Regions from separate parts of the Sus scrofa genome. Here region 1 is linked to region 2. The links are chromatin contacts, called in public HiChIP or PLAC-seq maps. All regions are on one chromosome and are shown on one strand. Each heading gives the region's core, a stretch centred on a gene start, on an enhancer-like site or on the middle of the called end of the contact. The rest is flanking DNA. Distances are from core to core; before and after follow the strand shown. Region 1 holds the start of LETM1 (leucine zipper and EF-hand containing transmembrane protein 1). Region 2 holds the start of TMEM129 (E3 ubiquitin-protein ligase TM129).

Region 1 (2,876 bases), core at 158-2,657, 100 kb before region 2:
AGAGCCCAAATCAGTTACTTGTACTAACAGGAGGGTATTACTACACTTTGGGCTTTAAAAAGCCGGTGCTGTCCAACCCTGAGCACCTGTTGGCCCTGGTTCAGGCCTAGCCCTGGATGGGGACAGGGCAATGAGAACTCTCCTGCCTTACGCCCCCCTCTCTCCTGGCTTTACAGTTTGTTGGCAGTAGAAGCCTGGGTTTCAGGTATAGGCGAGCTTAGATTAACCCTGAATTTTAAGTCCATAGTGCTCACTGCCCAGTGTCAATACAGGCACTTCATGTTATCTTCAAAGTCACCTGCACCCTCTCCCCTCTGAGGCGGGAATTCTAGGCCCATCCCTGTCCAGCACCTGGCAGTTCCCGCTCAGAGAGGTTCAGGAAAACCACCGCAGGCAGGCTACTTCTTCCAGATGGTGAGGACTGGGTTTGGGGGGAACCTCCTGGGGAAGATTGCCATTCAACCAGTCCCTGAAGACTCAGGAGCCTGCTGGGATCAGGAGTCCACACTCCTGCACCCGAGAACAGATACGCACTGAGTGCGCACTGCAGAACCTCACCACACAGGGTCCTGGGTTTACACCAACGAGCAAGACAGACAGGCCGAGGAGGTGAGAAGGACTAACAAGACCTTCTGGGTGGAGGCCCCGAGAGGAGCACAGGCTGCGCGTGGGAAGCAGGGTGGAGCGTCCAGGGGAAGGGCTGAGGGGCAAGCTGGTGGCCGTGACCTGCTGGGGAGGCCGTGGTCCGCTGGGCCCCAGGAGCCGCCAAGTCCCACCCTGCCGGCTCTCCAAGCATCACTTCGTCGATGCCCCCGCGACAGTCTGACCGGACCTTAGGGAAGGAAAATGTGGGGCTCAAAGGTCACGGCTGCCTGGGCCCTCCCTTCCGGCGTGGTCAGCGGGTAGGACCCGCGGGCTCGGCGCAGCCCTGGCGGGCGCCGCCCTAAACCCAGGGCCCCAGGTGCAGCGAGCGACGGCCTGGGACGGGACCGACACCGACCTAGGGCTCGGCCAGACATGCCCGGCTGCCGGCGCCCCCCAGCCCCTGGCTGGGTCCTTCCCCAAACGTCCCCGGGGCATCTGCCGCGCGCGGCTCGCCGCTGGAGCGCGCTGCGGGCTGACTCCCCCGCCGCCGCCGCAGGGAAGAGGGAAGGCGGGAGGGCCCACCACGCATGCGCCGCCGGCTCCCCACGCCTGTGCGGCCCGCACGCGGGGCCGGGCGGCGCGCCGCGGCCCAGAATGCAGCGCGCTGGGGGGGGCAGTCGCCGCGGGGCACGCCGGGACGGGCAGTCCGCGGCGGCGCGGGCCCGCCCCTCACCGGGCCCGCCCCTCACCTGGCCGGCGCCGGGCGCTCGAGGGGCCCAATGGGAGCGGCGGCCCGGCCGCCCCGCCCCGCGCCACCGGATGTCGGCGCCGGGACATGGCCGCTGCCGGTGCCGGGTCCTTGAGCTGAGCGCCCGCCGCCCGCAGCCAACCGCCGCCCTCAACCGTCTGCGGGCCGGCCGAGGCGCTACCGGCCGGCGAGGAGCCGCGGCCGCCGCGGAAGAGGAGCAGCAGCCGCAGGAGACCGGGCGGCCGCCGCGCCGGGCACATGGCGTCCATCTTACTGAGGAGCTGCCGCGGCCGGGGGCCTGCCCGCCTCCCGCCGAGGGGTAAGCGGCCGGCGCCCCGCGGACGGCTCGGGGCCGAGGCGGCGGGCTGGAGAGGGCCTCGGGTCCGCCTGCCCCGACCCGGGCGCCCCCGCGTCCGGGCGGCTGCGGGGGGGCGGGGCGCGGCGCTCGGACCCAGGCCGGACTTGGGGTCACGCCGGGAGCGGCCTTGCCCGCCGCCCCGCCCTGCTGGGCGTGAGCCGGGCGTGGCGAGCGCAGGGCGGTGGGTGCGGGCGCGCGGGGCGGCCTGTGACTCACTCGCGCCGTGACCTCAGTCGCCCAGCCGCTGGCCGCGGCGTCGGGAGCGGGGTCAGCAAAGTTTGGAAGAGAGGGTGCTGCCAGGCAGCCCTGGGACGGTGTCGGCGCTCCTCCGCGGTTGAGGCGGGTGGAACTGGGGGCCCGCTCGCGGAGACAGCCGCGCCCTCGGGCCGCGTTCCGGGCGATCAGGACCTGTGGGCTTGCAGGACGTCCCCGGGACCCGTATCTTTAGGGTGTTGTTGGGCGTCTGTGGAGGGTGGGTCCACAGCTGGGCAGTGCCTGGAGCCTCGGTGACCCTAGTTGTGACACGGAGATCACACTTAACTCGGGGCTCTTCGGGACCCACACGTAGCGTGCCCGCCCTAACCCTCACTCTCTGTGTCTCTTTTTAAGCTAACTTTTCTGAGTTTGTTCCTTATTTTTTGTCCTAGAAAATTGAGGTTCTGAAGTAAAACTGCATGTGTCATGGTGCTTTACTGTGTCTAAAGGCCCCGGGAGAAACTGTTATTGTCATTTTTAACAACAGTGGCTGATTGGCTGCTCAGATCTTCAGAGAGGCAAGAGTTCACTGTGTGAACAGTGTGGGTGCCCAGACCAGCCTGTGATCTTTCTGTCTGCTGCAGAGCCCTGTCTGTACCTCTTGCCTCATAATGGTGATGGGCCACACACATTTCTGTAGCCTGCTTATGGTTTAAAAATTAGCGGAGTGTGTTCCCTGATTGTATCATTCCAGGGATACAAGTGTTTCCTGTAGTTGGCACCGTGCTTCACGCAGACATTAAGAGGCTGAGAGGTAGTCTGACAGCTCATTTGCTGTGGGACCTGCAGGGCACCAGAGCCTGCAGGGCCCAGGGCTGGGCTGTGGGAGCCAGAGTCCAAACACATCCTCAGCAGTGACGCTCCTGCTTGTTGTGTGGGGGGGCAGCACATCTCCCCGGTTGCTGGCATCTTCAGTCACAGCGTGGGCCG
Region 2 (2,898 bases), core at 50-2,549:
CAAGAGGAGGGCGGGGACACCCTGTTGTCTAGACGCACATATGTGAAGACAAGCGAGCTGACCCCACGGTGCCGCAGGGTGGACGTCCCCTTCCTGCACGGGCGTGTGTGTGTGTGTGTGAGACACCGCAGGCAGCATGTCCTCTGCCAGAGCGTGTCCTTATCCCGTTCTGGGGGGAGCTGCCCCTCCCGGGAGAAAGAGCTAGGAGGGCTCTCAGCCCACAGGGCAAGAAGGAAGAACAGGTCCTCGAAATAACTGGAACTTTGTGGGTAAAAGTTGGGAGACAGATAAGGGCTGATCTGTGACAAAACTGGCAGAGGCCTTGGCACTGGGGCTGGAGCAGGCAGCCGAGATGGAGGAGGGCAGAAAAGCAGAAGGGCAGGGCAGCTGGCTCTCTGCCCACCGACGGGGGCGCCAGGAGGGCCAAGGCTCAGAGGAGGAGCAGGGATGGTAACAAGCGGCACGTGCAGGATCACCTGTGGGGAGTTGAGGTGCTTCTACACCAGGGTCTGGAGACTAGAAACACACCAGGGGCCTCCGGTCGGGTCCACGAGGTTCTAGAATAGTCCTACTCCTCCTTCCCAAATTCATCATGGTCACCTACCCGGCATTCCCAACTTAGGAGTCACCAGAAAACTGGGCAGCACAGGTACCTGCTGGGGGTGGGGGCCCCGGGGACCTCAGCTGCAAGAGCAAAACGGCTGGGGCCTAAGGAACACGGGTGCCCTGGAACGAGGTGAGGTCAGGGGGATGAGCCGCCTGGAGGGTGTGGGGTTGGGTGCTGCGTGTGGAGCAGGGAGCGGGAGGAGGGAAGCAGGGAGCCAGAGGCTCTTGTCTGTGGCCAGGGGGGAGCGGTCAGCCCTGGCTTGGCCAGCAGGCCCACACGCGGCGTGGGGAGGTGGGAAAGGGAAGCCTAAGTCAAGGGGGACTACTGGGTTTGGCCTGGGGGACGGGGTGAAACGGGGAGGGGCCGGAGGGCCCTGGGCCACAGGAGGGAGACTTAGAGCACCCTTTCTGTGGGATCCCTTCACCTGGGGAAGGTGGGGGTGCGACAATGGCAGCCTCTACGGGTTTGGCTCCTACTAATGACGGGGGGCCAGGGAGGCGGCTCCTGAGCAGAAGGGGCGAGGCCAGCGCGGAGGAGGACTGGCGTCGAGGGCCTGCCGGCAGGCTCTTGAGAATCAGCGCTGGAGCCCAGGTTTCTGCTGCAGGTGCCGCGGGGTCGGTGATGACTCACAGGTGGGGCTGCGCCGGGAGGAGGGGCCGGGCAGCAAGGCGGAGGCTGGTCAGGGGCGGAGTGCCAGTGCGGGTCACCGCCACAGGGGGCCGGGGGCTGGGCGAGGTCACCGGGGAGAGGGAAGACCGGTGCGACCGGCCGGAGGGTCCTCGTGGAGGGCGATATAGGGGCCACTAGGCGTCCTCGGGAGGCAGGGCCGAGAGCCCACCGGCTCCGCTGCCAGCTGCGGCCGGGCCGGCTGGATGAGTGCGGGCGAGATGGGACCCCGGGGAAGGGGGCGCCCCGAGGTGGGGGGGGCGAGGAGAGCCGACTGTGGGCACCGCGGCGCCGCGGGAGGAGTCAGAGATCCGTGTCCAGGCCGCCACTGCGACAGGCTAAGGCCCGAGGACAGGCCAGAAGAGGCAGGAACGGAGCCCCGAGCCCGGACCCGGTCGCCGTCTTACCTGCCGGCCGCTGCGCGGAACCGAAGGAGCGGGAGGCGCCGTGTCCGGGAGCCCGGCTGCCCGCCGCCGATTCAAATATCGACGGTTGGCGCGTACGGCCAATCAGCGCGTGGCCGGGGCGGGACACAGGGCGTCGAAGGCCAATGGGAGGCTGCGCCCAAGAGGCGGCTTCCGCTTCCGGGCGAGGCGGCACGCTAGGCAGGGCGGCCCCTGGAATTCTCGGTAGCCCAGGCTCGTCCAGCAGACGAAGGTGAAACGCGGCTCGAGAGCGGGCGGTGAGTGCGGGGCCCGCCGTCGCCCAGGAATCTCGGGCTCTGCGCAGACGCGCCTGGGCTGCGCGGAAAGGCCCAGGGCCTGAGAGCTGCTCGCCCGAGTCTGTATTCCCAGCTGTGGAATGGAGCCAAGTTCAGCGCCGCCCTCAGGGCGGGTCGTGGGGAGGCTCCAAACCCTCGCGAGGACTGCCGCGGCGGCTCAGGACGTCTGGCCGCGAGCGGGGTCCTGGAACTTCATTTCCCAGAGCGCCCCGCGAGCGGCCTGAGGGTGGGGACTACACGTCCCAGGGCGCCCCGCGCGGCCCCGGCGCCTACCGGACGCGGACGCTGAGGCCTGTTTTGCGCCCCGGGGCGGGGGGCCTCGCCCGGACGGCTTCCCGGCGGCTACGGCGGCGCGATGGACAGCCCCGAGGTCACCTTCACGCTGGCCTACCTGGTGTTCGCCGTATGCTTCGTGTTCACCCCCACCGAGTTCCACTCGGCCGGGCTCACGGTGCAGAACCTGCTGTCGGGCTGGCTGGGCAGCGAGGACGCCGCCTTCGTGCCCTACCACCTGCGCCGCACGGCCGCCACGCTGCTGTGCCACTCGCTGCTGCCGCTCGGTGAGCTCGCGGGGCGCGCGGCGGAGCTGGGGGCGGGGGGGGGGCGCTGGAGGCCCATCTCCCGGACCCCAGGGGGGAAGAGACGGGGGAGCGCGCGCGGGCCGCAGAGCCGAGGCCGTGGGCTAAGCGCCCCGTGCGAGGAGGAGGGTGCTGGTCGCAGCTGCCTCTTGCGGGCAGCAGAACCCTGGGGGAGAGGATGCTCTGGTCACTGGGGCAGGTGGGGAGCTGTCACCTAGGGGCAGCTCCCAGGAAAGGGGCATGATGCCAACAGAGGTGGCCGGCCCCAGTCCTTGGAAGAGGGGTGCAGGAAGGGCAGGCAGGGAGGGCGACTGCAGTTGAGAGCG

Evidence for each region. HiChIP or PLAC-seq counts read pairs in DNA pulled down with a chosen protein or histone mark.
Region 1: a contact with region 2 is called in an H3K27ac HiChIP or PLAC-seq map of alveolar macrophages. The contact joins the promoter of LETM1 here to the promoter of TMEM129 in region 2. A contact is called at or near these places in 2 of 5 promoter capture datasets (fetal liver and liver), 3 of 47 Hi-C or Micro-C datasets (embryonic fibroblasts, epiblast stem cells and liver) and 1 of 2 datasets of contacts at active chromatin or transcription factors (alveolar macrophages).

Annotation. Positions count from the first base shown.
Region 1 is chr8:925,024-927,899 of Sscrofa11.1, reverse strand. It overlaps LETM1 (leucine zipper and EF-hand containing transmembrane protein 1), which reads left to right and starts at 1,407. Exons shown (of 14, transcript NM_001244948.1): 1 at 1,407-1,652. The coding sequence starts at 1,592.
Region 2 is chr8:824,634-827,531 of Sscrofa11.1, reverse strand. It overlaps TMEM129 (E3 ubiquitin-protein ligase TM129), which reads left to right and starts at 1,299. Exons shown (of 4, transcript XM_003128802.4): 1 at 1,299-2,554. The coding sequence starts at 2,350. TACC3 (transforming acidic coiled-coil-containing protein 3) reads right to left here and starts at 2,099. Exons shown (of 16, transcript XM_003128804.5): 1 at 1,681-2,099.